4 separate regions of the Mus musculus genome follow, and regions 2, 3 and 4 are each linked to region 1. Evidence: chromatin contacts called from public Hi-C and promoter capture Hi-C data. All regions are on one chromosome and are shown on one strand. The core of a region is the stretch at or near the end of the contact, and the rest is flanking DNA. Distances in the headings are between cores, read along the strand shown. Region 1 holds the start of Zfp729b (zinc finger protein 729b). Region 2 holds the start of Rsl1 (regulator of sex limited protein 1). Region 3 holds the start of Zfp457 (zinc finger protein 457). Region 4 holds the start of Zfp595 (zinc finger protein 595).

What was found. Promoter capture Hi-C pulls out the DNA fragments that hold promoters and counts their contacts. Hi-C and Micro-C count contacts between places; a contact is called where the count stands out from the background. Capture Hi-C pulls out chosen DNA fragments and counts their contacts.
Region 2: a contact with region 1 is called in a promoter capture Hi-C map of adipose tissue. The contact joins the promoter of Rsl1 here to the promoter of Zfp729b in region 1. A contact is called at or near these places in 1 of 115 datasets of contacts at active chromatin or transcription factors (bone marrow-derived macrophages) and 2 of 9 other capture datasets (adipose tissue and macrophages).
Region 3: a contact with region 1 is called in a Hi-C map of liver, with 8 times the contacts expected there. The contact joins the promoter of Zfp457 here to the promoter of Zfp729b in region 1. A contact is called at or near these places in 2 of 39 promoter capture datasets (erythroid cells and neural stem cells), 14 of 484 Hi-C or Micro-C datasets (CD4 T cells, CD8 T cells, the G1E-ER4 cell line and 9 more), 7 of 115 datasets of contacts at active chromatin or transcription factors (acute myeloid leukemia, astrocytes, cardiomyocytes and 4 more) and 3 of 9 other capture datasets (adipose tissue, liver and macrophages).
Region 4: a promoter capture Hi-C map of liver shows a contact between it and region 1. The contact joins the promoter of Zfp595 here to the promoter of Zfp729b in region 1. A contact is called at or near these places in 6 of 39 promoter capture datasets (hematopoietic stem and progenitor cells, liver, macrophages and 2 more), 2 of 484 Hi-C or Micro-C datasets (B cells and cerebral cortex), 7 of 115 datasets of contacts at active chromatin or transcription factors (the 230-238 cell line, cardiomyocytes, craniofacial prominence and 4 more) and 4 of 9 other capture datasets (adipose tissue, liver, macrophages and 1 more).

Annotation. Positions count from the first base shown.
Region 1 is chr13:67,608,307-67,611,289 of GRCm38.p6, forward strand. It overlaps Zfp729b (zinc finger protein 729b), which reads right to left and starts at 1,401. Exons shown (of 4, transcript NM_001163246.2): 1 at 1,267-1,401. The coding sequence starts at 1,272.
Region 2 is chr13:67,171,747-67,174,729 of GRCm38.p6, forward strand. Rsl1 (regulator of sex limited protein 1) reads left to right here and starts at 1,436. Exons shown (of 4, transcript NM_001013769.1): 1 at 1,436-1,507. The coding sequence starts at 1,472.
Region 3 is chr13:67,304,910-67,307,892 of GRCm38.p6, forward strand. It overlaps Zfp457 (zinc finger protein 457), which reads right to left and starts at 1,503. Exons shown (of 4, transcript NM_001003666.2): 1 at 1,441-1,503. The coding sequence starts at 1,446.
Region 4 is chr13:67,331,074-67,334,056 of GRCm38.p6, forward strand. It overlaps Zfp595 (zinc finger protein 595), which reads right to left and starts at 1,487. Exons shown (of 5, transcript NM_177622.3): 1 at 1,394-1,487. The coding sequence starts at 1,399.

The DNA of each region.
Region 1 (2,983 bases), core at 151-2,650:
TTCTTTCTTTCTTTCTTTCTTTCTTTCTTTCTTTCTTTCTTTCTTTCTTTCTTTCAGCATTCTTTTGCTGACATACCAGAAGAGAACATCATATCCAAATATATATGGTTAGGAGCCAACAAGTGCTTGCTGGGAATTAAACTCAGGACCTTTGGAAGAACAGGCAGTGCTCTTAACCACTGAGCCATCTCTCCAGCCATATCTTACAGCTTTTCAGATACAGTTGAAAAAATTGGAGAATTCTTTCTAAAACTATTAAGAAGGGTGTGTCACTAAACCTGAATGTCACATTGAGGGACAAAGGAAAATTTAAAAGAGTTCAGACACTGCTGATAACGTGAACACAAAGATGAAAAGCACGTGAAGAGACAGCAATGTACAGACTCTGGCAGATTAGAGAAATGTACAGATCCTAGTAGATTAGAGAGCAATGCACAGAGCCTGGCAGATTAGAAAGCAATGCACAGAGTCTGGCAGATTAGAAAGCAATGCACAGAGCCTGACAGATGAGCAGAGCCATTTCCCCCTTCCCTTTCAGACTTTCCACCCCACCCTGAGGTCTCTCATCACACCAAGTCGTCTCTCACATCTGAAAAGGAGCCCAAATTTTGGACACAACACATACTCAGAACTGTTGAGGTATTATTGTCTAGTTATTAATCTTTAGTGTAAAATCCTATTTATTTGGATTTTGCAAACAGTGCTTCATACCAACTACAAGATTATTTTGTGATTTTATAGCCATGTATTGTCGCATTCAGGTCACAAAGGTGTCTATCAGAAAATCTTATTTGAATCAGGGCATCCATGAGTCGAACAATTCGTTCCAAAGGAACTAACATCCCACACGACAGTTTGCCCTCCCTCACAGGATTCTTGCTCCTTGGACACTAGGAACTTTAGGAAGCTGCTTGAGCTCAAACCAGAAGTAGACTCTAGGACATAACATACAGAGGGCGCTACATGTCCAAGTGCTCTGTATGTCCTGAGAATCTGACTACAGTCACGTGAGAAGGGGTCAGCTAGGTAATGATGAGTGCGCTCTTGTCAGCATCTCAGGAACAGGCAGTCAGCAGACCCAGCCTGCCCTTGCCATCCTGTTGTTTTCAGTCTTCTCCCCTTCAAACCTGTGCCCAGGCGCAGCGGCCCAGCCTAGGTCAGCAGCTTCCTGCCTCACAACAAGCCCGAGCCAGCTCCCTCCGTGCCCTACCTGCCACCCTGCACAGCCCCTCAGACCTGAAAGATGGCGCTGCTCCCTGCACTAACCTCCATGTCAGAAATCCAGATGCAGCGCTGAGGAGGACAACTGCACACATTTGAGGAGTGAAGTTTGAAGAATAAGGAAGTTCGATTCCGGCGGCCCTTTCTGATGATGTCACAGGACCCGGGACTACATTTCCCACAAGTCAGTTGGAAGGATTTACAGGGAACCCCCCCCCCCCCCCAAGAGGTCTTGTGCATTGCCTGCCTTGCAGTCCAGCTGTGGGCAGCTGAAGTTGGAAAGAACCAGGCTGCCGCACGTGGCAGCAACAGGGAAAGTGGGCGTTTAAAAAAGTCTTTGTTTGCCGGGCAGTGGTGGCGCACGCCTTTAATCCCAGCACTCGGGAGGCAGAGGCAGGAGGATTTCTGAGTTCGAGGCCAGCCTGGTCTACAAAGTGAGTTCCAGGACAGCCAGAGCTACACAGAAAAACCCTGTCTCAAAAAAAAAAAAAAAAAAAAAAACCAAAAAAAAAAAAAAAAAAAGTCTTTGGTCACAGCACGCGATGTTAGCCTGTGAGCTGAGCTTTTCATAGTAATGTTTATCGCATTTCCTTGTTATCTCTGTTAAAACATTGTGATTTTAAAGCTTCGATTTTTTGTTTTGTTTTGTTTTTTTAAAGTACAGAACTACTTATGGAATGTTACTACCGAGTGGAAAATTCATGCTTTCATGGTTTACTTAAAATATGAAAGCAGGAAGTTAATATAAGAGTGGGCATTATCTCTTTAAGACGCTATGGAAACCATCCCAGGTGCTTAAGACAGAATTAGAAATCAAACTGAGTCACCACCAAGTGTTTTCTGAGCACTTGCTTTCCTCCTCTGAATCTCTCCCAAGAGGAGGGGCAGAGCTCCTTGGATCACAATGGTGAGTGTACTGGCTCTTCAATTTCCCTCTGTGTTTGGTTTGATGTTCCTTATTGATTTTCCTGTCTCCACTGATCCTGTCATCATTCACATTTGATAATACTTGAACATTACTGGTAGCTGCCTTGCACTTCCCTCACTTCTCCTAAGCAGAACACTGAGATAGTTTCCCGTGGAATACAAAGGTATCAGAAATATGCTCATATCACTGTAAAATGAGGTGATGTATTAAAGAAGTTAGACTGGAAACTTGGAGTATTGAGAATTCCCATCTTTTCGTAAGAAGGTTTATTCCTGTGTAGTTCATGCTTGAGTTAAAGCTACAAATGGCATTACAGAAAAGACTTCATACTTCCCTGAGGCATAATAATTTAAAAGCAAGCTGTTTCAGAGCAGAGACTGTGCAAAATCCCTATCCAAATATTCTTCTCTAGGGAGTGTGTTTGCCTAGGGATCAGAACAGATTCCTTAATTTAGAAAAACTAGAGTCAACAAACAGTACATTCACCTGGACATTTGATTGGCATGTCTGTTTAGAATGAGGTCATGAGTGGTCTGTCATCCCCCTGATGGCTGTAGTGAAGGGCATTACCAACAACCAGAAGGACTTAACATTTCTGAGCATAGTTAGTTTTCCAATATGTGTATGTGTTGAGGTTTGGTATGTTGCTATGTATTGTAATACTAAATTCTATATCTGAAGGTCTAAGCTTACCATGGACCTCTCACATTTAAAAGGTTCTGTTGTGCAAATCTTGTTCCTTGATTGAAAACTATTAGTTAAATCAATTTGGCTACAGCTTATTCCTAGAGGGATTAGAGGTAGGTGGCTTTTGACTTACCTGGTACAGGGTGA
Region 2 (2,983 bases), core at 186-2,685, 440 kb before region 1:
ATTCAAAGATTAAACCATGCCACTGGGATTGTGTGTTTAATACCTTATCAATAAGTTTTCACAATTTTGTGGATTCAAGATTTTTTTCCTTTGTTCTTTGATCTTCTGTACCGATGTTTCTAAGCGTGCATTGCCTATCATCACTTGGTATGCTCACCCTATATATTTCGATGGATAAGTAAAATACATTGATTGAACTCTTAAGTCTATGCTTATGTAGTCTTAGAGGCTACTTTGGGTCTGTGTTCCACAGTGGAGTAGACTCCACTGCAGCTGATTTTTTAGTACCTGCCTTTAGTTCACAGGATCTAAGGAATGGACAAGGCTTTGACTCCATGTGATCCCCTGGCTGTTTTGTTAGCAGCCCCATGTACACTGATTTCTGAGGGCTCTCAGAAGGAAATCCTAGTTGCAGGCTACTCAACTATTGTGGTGAGGGTGTATACCACTTTAAAATGTTTGTGCTCTGTACACTCTTGTTTCTACAGTACAACTCAAAGCCTTGTGCATTTATGTCTCACCTGCATACAACAAGTAGGGGAAATGACTGGATGTGTGACCTGCTTTTATTACAGACACCTTTCTACCAACAGATCAACAGTAGTAGTCTCTGTTGGACATAGGTAGCCTGTTAGCTGGTTTTAATCAATGCCTCCATGGGCTTCTTGTTGATCTTCTTTCCAATGTCTGAGAGTCCGGGGCATTAACTCAGGACAAGAGATTTAGAGGAATGTTAGATACACACATGCTTGGGTGTGGCATGGGGATGTCAAATTTTATCTTCAGAGTCAACCTCCTTGGCCTGCTCAAACAGCATGTGTTTCTGTATGTGTAATATTAGCAATGCCCTGGAGGAATTGTTTCTATATATTCAAAAAGTAGAAACACAAACAACAGTATACAAGTTTGTTGGGGCAGACACCAAGCCAGCTTTGTATCCCAAGTCCATTTGTCAAAAGCCACTGAGGAGCTAGGAGCATAGTCAGGAACGCCAAGGCTGGTTTCAAACATTTTATAAAGTTAGTTTTCCTTGCCACGTTGGTTAGTGTATTGCTTTGTTTATTTAACGAACAACTAAGTCAACGTGCCCCCCGTCCCGTCCCCCCCCCCCCGGCCAGGAAGTAGTAATATTAAAATTACTACTAGAAATGACTTGTAAGCCAAAAGTTTCTGTCAAAGGCTTGACTCAAATCCATACATCTCCGATGTGGTTCTGGGGTCGAAAACCAATCTCATTACCCACAGCTTTTCTGCAGATAAGGCTTCCTCCTTGCACCTTCAACTGTGTGTTCCCATCCACAAAACTCTCCAAACAGTAGACTTCACCCACCCTGGGTTCTGGGATTTCCTTCGCACAGACTTCTGGGAGATGTAGTCCGCACCACTGTGACCACTGGGAGCCTTCCAGGAAATCCCCTTCTGAGTTCAGGTCTGTACTCGTGCGTCTTTCTTAAGGTTGGGCGGAAATCGTATGCGGCTATCTATTCCAGTTGTCTCTGACAAGAAGGTTGGTCCAGGCAGCAGCGTAGCCTGGGGCTCTGTGCGGGATCTGTGTCAAGGAGGTTGGTTCAGGAAGCAGCATAGCCTGGGGTTCAGTGCCGGGAGCTGGGCTCTGTCTTGGAGGGAGCGCTTGAGGACTGGGTGGGAGGGCGGAAGCAGCTGCCAGGACTGGCTGTGCTGAACTGGCTGGGGCCACTGAGGCTGCAGTTTTGGAGTGAGGGGACTGGCCTTTTGGGATTGTGTCCTGAGTGAAGGTTTCCTTTAGAACACCGAGAGCAGCCCGAGTCTGCCTTGGTTCTCTGGTACACTGGAGCAGCTTGGTAGTGGAGGACTAGATTGCAAACTAATGGTGATGAGCTGACTACCTGCTCCTGAGAGAGTGCCAGAGCTCACAGACCTGCATTGCTGGAAGCGCGCGTCCCTGGCTGCCCCCATCTCACCTGGATGCTGCCAGAGTCCTTTGTGTCTTTAGAGTAAAAGGGTTTCTGGTCCCCGTGTACTCTGTAGCCAGCTTATAGCAATGGCCTTGAGGTCTGACTGTGTTCATTTTTCGCTGCCAGTAAAGAATTAAGAGAGGAAAAATCCGAGTTACAACAGCTGTCGTGTTGGGGAATTCTGGGACATAGCCAACATATCTGTCTGAATGCACGGAAAATCTTGGACTAGGGTTGAAGAAACACATGCAGTGGACACACAGGCAGGAATGTCTACAAGGCAGAGTGGGATCAAAAGGAGCTCACACCATGTTTCACCTTGAGGGCTGTGTTTACTAAACTTGACAGGACCTCCATCCCTACTTTACAGTTGAGAATTTTTAAAAAAATATTTATTTATTTATTATATGTAAGTACACTGTAGCTGTCTTCAGACACTCCAGAAGAGGGTATCAGATTTCATTACAGATGGTTGTGAGCCACCATGTGGTTGCTGGGATTTGAACTCAGGGCCTTTGGAAGAGCAGTCGGTGCTCTTAACAGCTGAGCCATTTCACCAGCCCCGAGAATTTTTTAAAAAGAGAGTGTCCGCTTGGCCCCAAATGGTTCCGGTCAACATGACATTATCAGGGCTTGGACTTGTTGAGGAAGTTTATGGACATTGTGTATATTTCTGCCATTGTTTCTGTTATCTTGTAACTTTGCTTCCCATGGTAATATGAGGTATAAAAGGGCGGTGAAAAATAAACTCGAGGCTGCTGTGGTATTGACCAGCAATCCTCCCAAGTCTATTTCTTGGCTCTGCATCTTTTCTGCCTCTCCTGTCTTTAATCCTCACTCCATACTCAGAGACTCTTTGACTCTTGACCCAACCTAGGAGTTGCTGCTTCGTGATCTGTGTTGTATGTATTTTAAGCACTGTGTAGTATAGACAGGCTGGTAGGGAATGGGAAGTCTGTATTGTTTGGAACCTGATCAGGAATCCAGCCCTCTCTTTGCCTCTCATGTTGACTTCCCACCAATGTCCTGCTAATCTTTAGATCTGCCCA
Region 3 (2,983 bases), core at 253-2,752, 300 kb before region 1:
AACCTCCCAGAATCCACTGACAAGGGAGAACATAAGTTTCTATGAATCCAAAAGCTAAAATCTCAGCAGATGGTATCTTAGGTGAATAGAATATCTCCCATATATCGTAGTACATGCTTCTATCGACTCACACCAAAGTATTTTAAATTTTCCTTGGTTAATGACATTCTTTGTTCTGTAAAACCATGAAACTGATTCCATGTTGGAGCATAGAATTTGGATTAAAGTAAATCTGTGTTCTCAGATCAAGGCTATTCAAATGGCTCTGGACTAAACTATTCTCTTAACCCTTCAGGAGGAGAACTATGCATAGACAGGAACCTATGTGAAAAATCATTAGACCCCAAATGTATAACAGCTTTCCAAATTTATATTCCAGCTGTTCCAAAGCAGTTGAAAAACTTGGGGAATTCTTCCTAAAACTATTAAAGGTGCCTCAGTAAACCTGAATGTCACATTGAGGGACAGAAAATTTAATATTTAAGACAGTTAAATTTAGGACAGTTCAGACGCTGCTGACAATGTGAAGAGACAGAAGAAAATCATGTGATAAGAAAACATAGTACAATGTACAGAGCCTGGCAGATTAGAGAGCAATGTACAGAGCCTGGCAGATTAGAGAACAATTTACAGAGCCTGGCAGATGAGCAGAGCCATTTTCCTCTTCCCTTTCAGACTTTCCAGCCCCACCCAGCAATCTCTCATCACACCAAGTCGTCTCTCATCTGAAAAGAAGTCCAAATTTGGACAGAACACATACTCAGAACCGTTGAGGTACTGCTGTCTAGCGATTTTAATTTGATGTGCAAAATCCATAATTATCTGGATTGGGCAAACATAGGTTCATACCAATTACAAGATTATTCTGTGGCTACATAGCCATGTATTGTGATGATTCAAGTCACAGAGATGTCTATTGGAAATTCCCACTCTAACCAAGGCATCCATAAATCTAACAATTCATTCCAAAGGAAAAGTAACTAACAACCCACACAACAATCACCGTCACAGGACTCTCTGTCCCTAGACACTAGGACCTTTGGGAAGCTGTGTGAGCTCAAACCAGGAGTAATCTCTAGGACATAAAGTATATGGGGCGCTAGATGTCCACGTGTTCTGTATGTCCTAAGAATCTGACAACCACCACAGGAGAACCCGTCAGCTAGGCAGAGCACGTTTCCCCAGCAAAGATGCGTGAGCTCCCGTCAGCATCTCAGGCACAGGCAGTGAGCAGACCCTGCCTGCCCTTGCCATCCTGCTGTTTCCAACCTTCTCCTCTTCAAACCTGTGCCCAGGGACAGTGGCCCAGCCTAGGTCAGCACAGCACCTCAAGGTCAGCAGCTTCCTGTCTCACAAGCCCAAGTTGGCACTCTCTGTGCCCTATCCGCCACCCTGCACAGTCCTTCAGATCTGCAAGATGGTGCTGTTCCCTGCACCAACCTCCATGGCAGAAATCCAAATGCAGCGCTCAACAGGACAGCTGCACAAATTTGAGAAGAAGCGAAGTTTGAAGAAAGAATACGGAATTTTGTTGCTGACAGCTCTTTCTGATGACGTCACAGGCGATGGGACTACATTTCCCACAAGTCAGTTGGAAGGACTTCCGGGAACCCACTGAAGAGCTTTTGTACACTGCCTGGATTACAGTCCACTGAGAGCAGCTGCACATGGGCATGCACATGGAATTTGGGCTCTTTTAAAATCCTTGGTCATGGCACGAAATGTTTGCCTGTAAGATGAGCCTTTCACAGTAATCACGTTCATCACGTTTCCATGTTATCTCTGCTACAACTCTGATCTATGTATAGAATCATTCACGAATGAAAAATTCATGCTTTCATGATCTGCTTTATTTAAGAATGTGGAAGCAGGAAGTTAATGTAGGAGTGAGCATTATCTCTTTACGATTCTATTGAAACCATCTTAGTCGCTTAAGATAGAAGAATTGGAGATCAAATCTAGTCACCAGCAGATGTTTTCTTAGTACAGGCTTTCCTGTCTCCCAAGGGGAGGGGCAGAGTTCCTGGGATCACAATGGTGTGTGTACTGACTGTCGAGCCATTGTGCACTTACAGGATTTCCCTTTGCCTTAGGTTTGATGTTTCTTATTGATTTTCCTGTCTCTGCACTGATCCTGTCATCGGTCATATTTGAAAATATTTGAACATTAGTGTTATCTGTCTTGAACTTCCCTCCCTTCTAAATAGAACACTTGAGTGTTTTCTCCTTGAATACAAAGGTATCAGATATATGTTCATATTACTGTCAAATAAGTCACTGTAATAAAGAAGTTACACTGGAAACATGCAGGATTGAGAATCCCTACCTTTTCATGGGAAGGTTTATTCCTGTGTAGTTCATACTTGAGTCAAAGTTACAAACTCCATTACAGAAAAGGCTTCATACTTCCCGGAATCCTAATGATCCAAAAGGAACCCGTTTCAGCGCAAAGACTGTGCAGAGTCCCTATTCTTTTTCAGGAGTATGTTTATCCAGAGATGCAGATCATTTGCTCACTCAGAGAAACTAGAGGCAAGGAGCAGTACGTGTGTGTACCTGTGCTTGATTGGCAAGCATCATGACTGGTCTGTCCTCCTCCTGAATGCTGCAGTGAAGGGCATTGTCAGAAGCCACAAAAGTTATTATTTCTCAGCATAGCTAGTTTTCCAATATGTGTTATGTGTTGAGGTCTGGTCTGTTGCTATGTATGTAATGCTAAATTCTATACCCGAAGATCTAAGCCTACCACAGACTTCTCACATTTACAAGGTTCTGTTGTGCAAACCTTGTTCCTTGATTTAATACTATTAGTTAAATCAAATTGGCTACAGCCAATTACTGGAGAAATTACAGGTAGGTGGGTTTTGAGTTACCTGGTAGAGGGTCGAGAAGAGAGAGAGAAGGAAGAGAGACCAGGAAAAGGAGGAAGAATGGGGAAAGAGGACAAAGATGCCATGTCTCAAAGATGAGACATGGCCATGAG
Region 4 (2,983 bases), core at 237-2,736, 280 kb before region 1:
TTCTTACAGCCCATTTGTAAGTTTTCATAATTAGAAGATGTCAATTGGATGGATTTCTATCAGGGCACTGGTGCTCAGAACTGAGACCAACCAGAAGTAATTACCACGTAGAAAAAGAAAAGCTATGTTCTAAGAATCTTTTTAAAACACATGGTCTCATGTAGCCTAGGCTCACTTTGAGTTGGCTATAAAGGAGACGATGATTTTGATTCTCTGGATTCCTGACTCCTCCCCAAAAAGCAGAAGTGACAGAAATGTGTCATAGAATTACACTTAAGTTCTCTTTTCTGTCATAGAGCTGTTTAATTAAAAATATATATGAACATAAGGTGCCTATAAATTGTATATGAGCACAATGCTGTACTCTCTCTACTTTGTAAGGAACATGTTTTGATGTACAAGGCAGCATTGCGATTCCGACTTCATATACTGTTATTTTTTTTTTCTACAGATTAGCAAAGTTAACGAGGAAATGTCTGTTATCCTAGGTATGGTTAGAAACTCATTGAAAATCCCAGTAGATAGGACAAGGTGGTCTGAAGCCCATGATTTCTGGGAGTAGACTTGAATGCCACGAGCCAGGCTCTGGCTCACTAACCCTTGGTTTGACTGAAAAGTGACAATATAAGCAAGATCACCTGAGATAGGGGGGAGGGCTGTGGTGGAGAAACCCTGAAAAAAACAAACACACACACACACACACACACACATCAACTCATCTTTTATATTTGAAAAGGAGTCCAAATTTTGGACAGAACACTTATTAAGAGGATTATTGTCTAACGATTTTTAAGCAGAAGGGCAAATTCCATATTTGGGCAAACACTGGTTCATACCAGTTACAAAATTACTCTGTGTCTATGTAGCCATGTATTGTGATGATTCAGGTATAGGATTGTACCTTCAGAATTCTTTTCAACTCGAGGCATCCATAAATCCAACAATTCATTGCAAAGGAAAAGAAACTAACATTCCATAAAACAATCACCCTCACAGGTCTCTCTGTCCCTGGACATCAAGAACTTTAGGAAGATTTGTGAGATCAAACTGGAGTAGTGGACGGGATATAAAGTTTAGTAGGCACTAGACGTCCACGTGTTCTGTATGTCCCGAGAATCTGACTACAGCTATGTAGGCACAGGCAGAGCACGTTTCCCCAGTAAAGATGAGTGCGCTCCCTTCAGCATCTCAGGCAGAGGCAGTCAGCAGACCCAGCCTGCCCTTGCCATCCTGTTGTTTCCAACCTTCTCCCCTTCAAACCTGTGCCCAGGGGCAGTGGCCCAGCCTAGGTCAGCACAGCATCTCCAGGTCAGCTCAAATCATCTTCAGCGCCCGACCAGCCACCCTGCACAGTCCCTCAGATCTGCAAGATGGCGCTGTTCCCTGCACCAACCTCCATGTCAGAGATCCAAACGCAGTGCTCAACAGGACAGACGCCTAACTTTGGGGAGAAGCTTAAGTTTGAAAATCAAATGCGGAAGTTTGATAAGAACAGCCAGCCTTTTGGTGACGTCAACGTGGTAGGGACTACATTTCCCACAAGTCAGTGCGAAGAACTTCCAGGAACCCACAGAACTAGTTTGTTGTCCGCCAGAATTCCTGCCACCCGTGAGTAGGTTAAGTTAGGAATAAACAAGGATCTGCAGATGGGCAGACACGGGCATTTGGACTCTTAAAGTCCGGTGGTCGCAGCACCCTATGTTAGCCTGTGCATCGAACCTTTTACAGTGATGTTTACCACGTTTCCTAGTTATTTCTGCTAGGACGCTGTGGTTTTAAAGGAATTTAAAGTATTTTACTACCATATGGAAAATTCATCAGTTACTTAAAAATATGGAAGCTAATTTAGGACTGAGCATTATCTCTTGAAGATGCTCTTGAAACCATCCTTGGTGACCCTGATTGTCTTGCAGCATCTCAGGTGGTTAAGAGAAACAAATTAAAATTCAAAGCTAATTACCACCAGGTGGTTTCTGAGCACTGCTTTCCTCCCCTGCATCTCTCCCAAGGGGAAGGGGGCAGGCAGACAGAGCTCTTGGGATCACAGAGGTATATGTACAGAGAGACAGGAAAATTAATAAGGAACATCAAAACCTAACACAGGAAATTCTATAGTGCACAGTGGACCAAGGCTAGGCCACTATCCCTGGGCACAGGTTTGAAGGGGAAAAGGTTGGAAACAACAGGATGGCAAGCGTCCTTGGTCCATTGTGCACTATAGGATTTCCTTTGTTAGGTTTGATGTTCCTTATTAATTTTCCTGTGTCTCTGATGATCCTGTCATCATTCATATTTCACCATATTTGAACATCAGTGGTATCTGCCTTGAACTTCCCACATTTCTCTGAAGCAGAACATCAAGATAACTCCTTCTTGAATACAAAGGTATCAGAAATGTGTTCATATAACTGTCAAATGATATCACTGTATTAAAGAAGTTACACTGGAAACATGGAGTATTGAGAATTCCCATCTCTTCTTTGGAAGGCTTATTCTTGTGCAGTTCATGCTTGAGTCAAAGTTACAAACCCCATTGCTAGCTCCCTGGGAGCAGTAGTATGCTAGCAGCCTTCAGATGAACATGTAGAACTCTCAGCTCCTCCTGTACCATGCGTGCCTGGATGCTGCCATGTTCCCTCCTTATTATTGGACTGAACCTCTGAACCTGTAAGCCAGCCCCAATTAAATGTTGTCTTTTATAAGACTTGCCTTGGTTGTGGTGTCTGTTCACAGCTCTAAAACCCTAAGACAACTAGGCTATGTACTATTTACTGAACTAAGACAGGAGTTGGTACCAGGAGTGGGGTATTGTTGTGATAGGCATGACCACGCATTTGTCTGGAAGAATGTGGATTTGGGGACTTTGGATTGGGAAGCAGTAGAATGCTTCAAATGGGGCTGAAGGGGCTATCCTAGAAAGAATATGAAAGACTTTGTTGCTGATAGTGATGTGGCCTACAGACAGTTTTTGTGGTATTTTGGT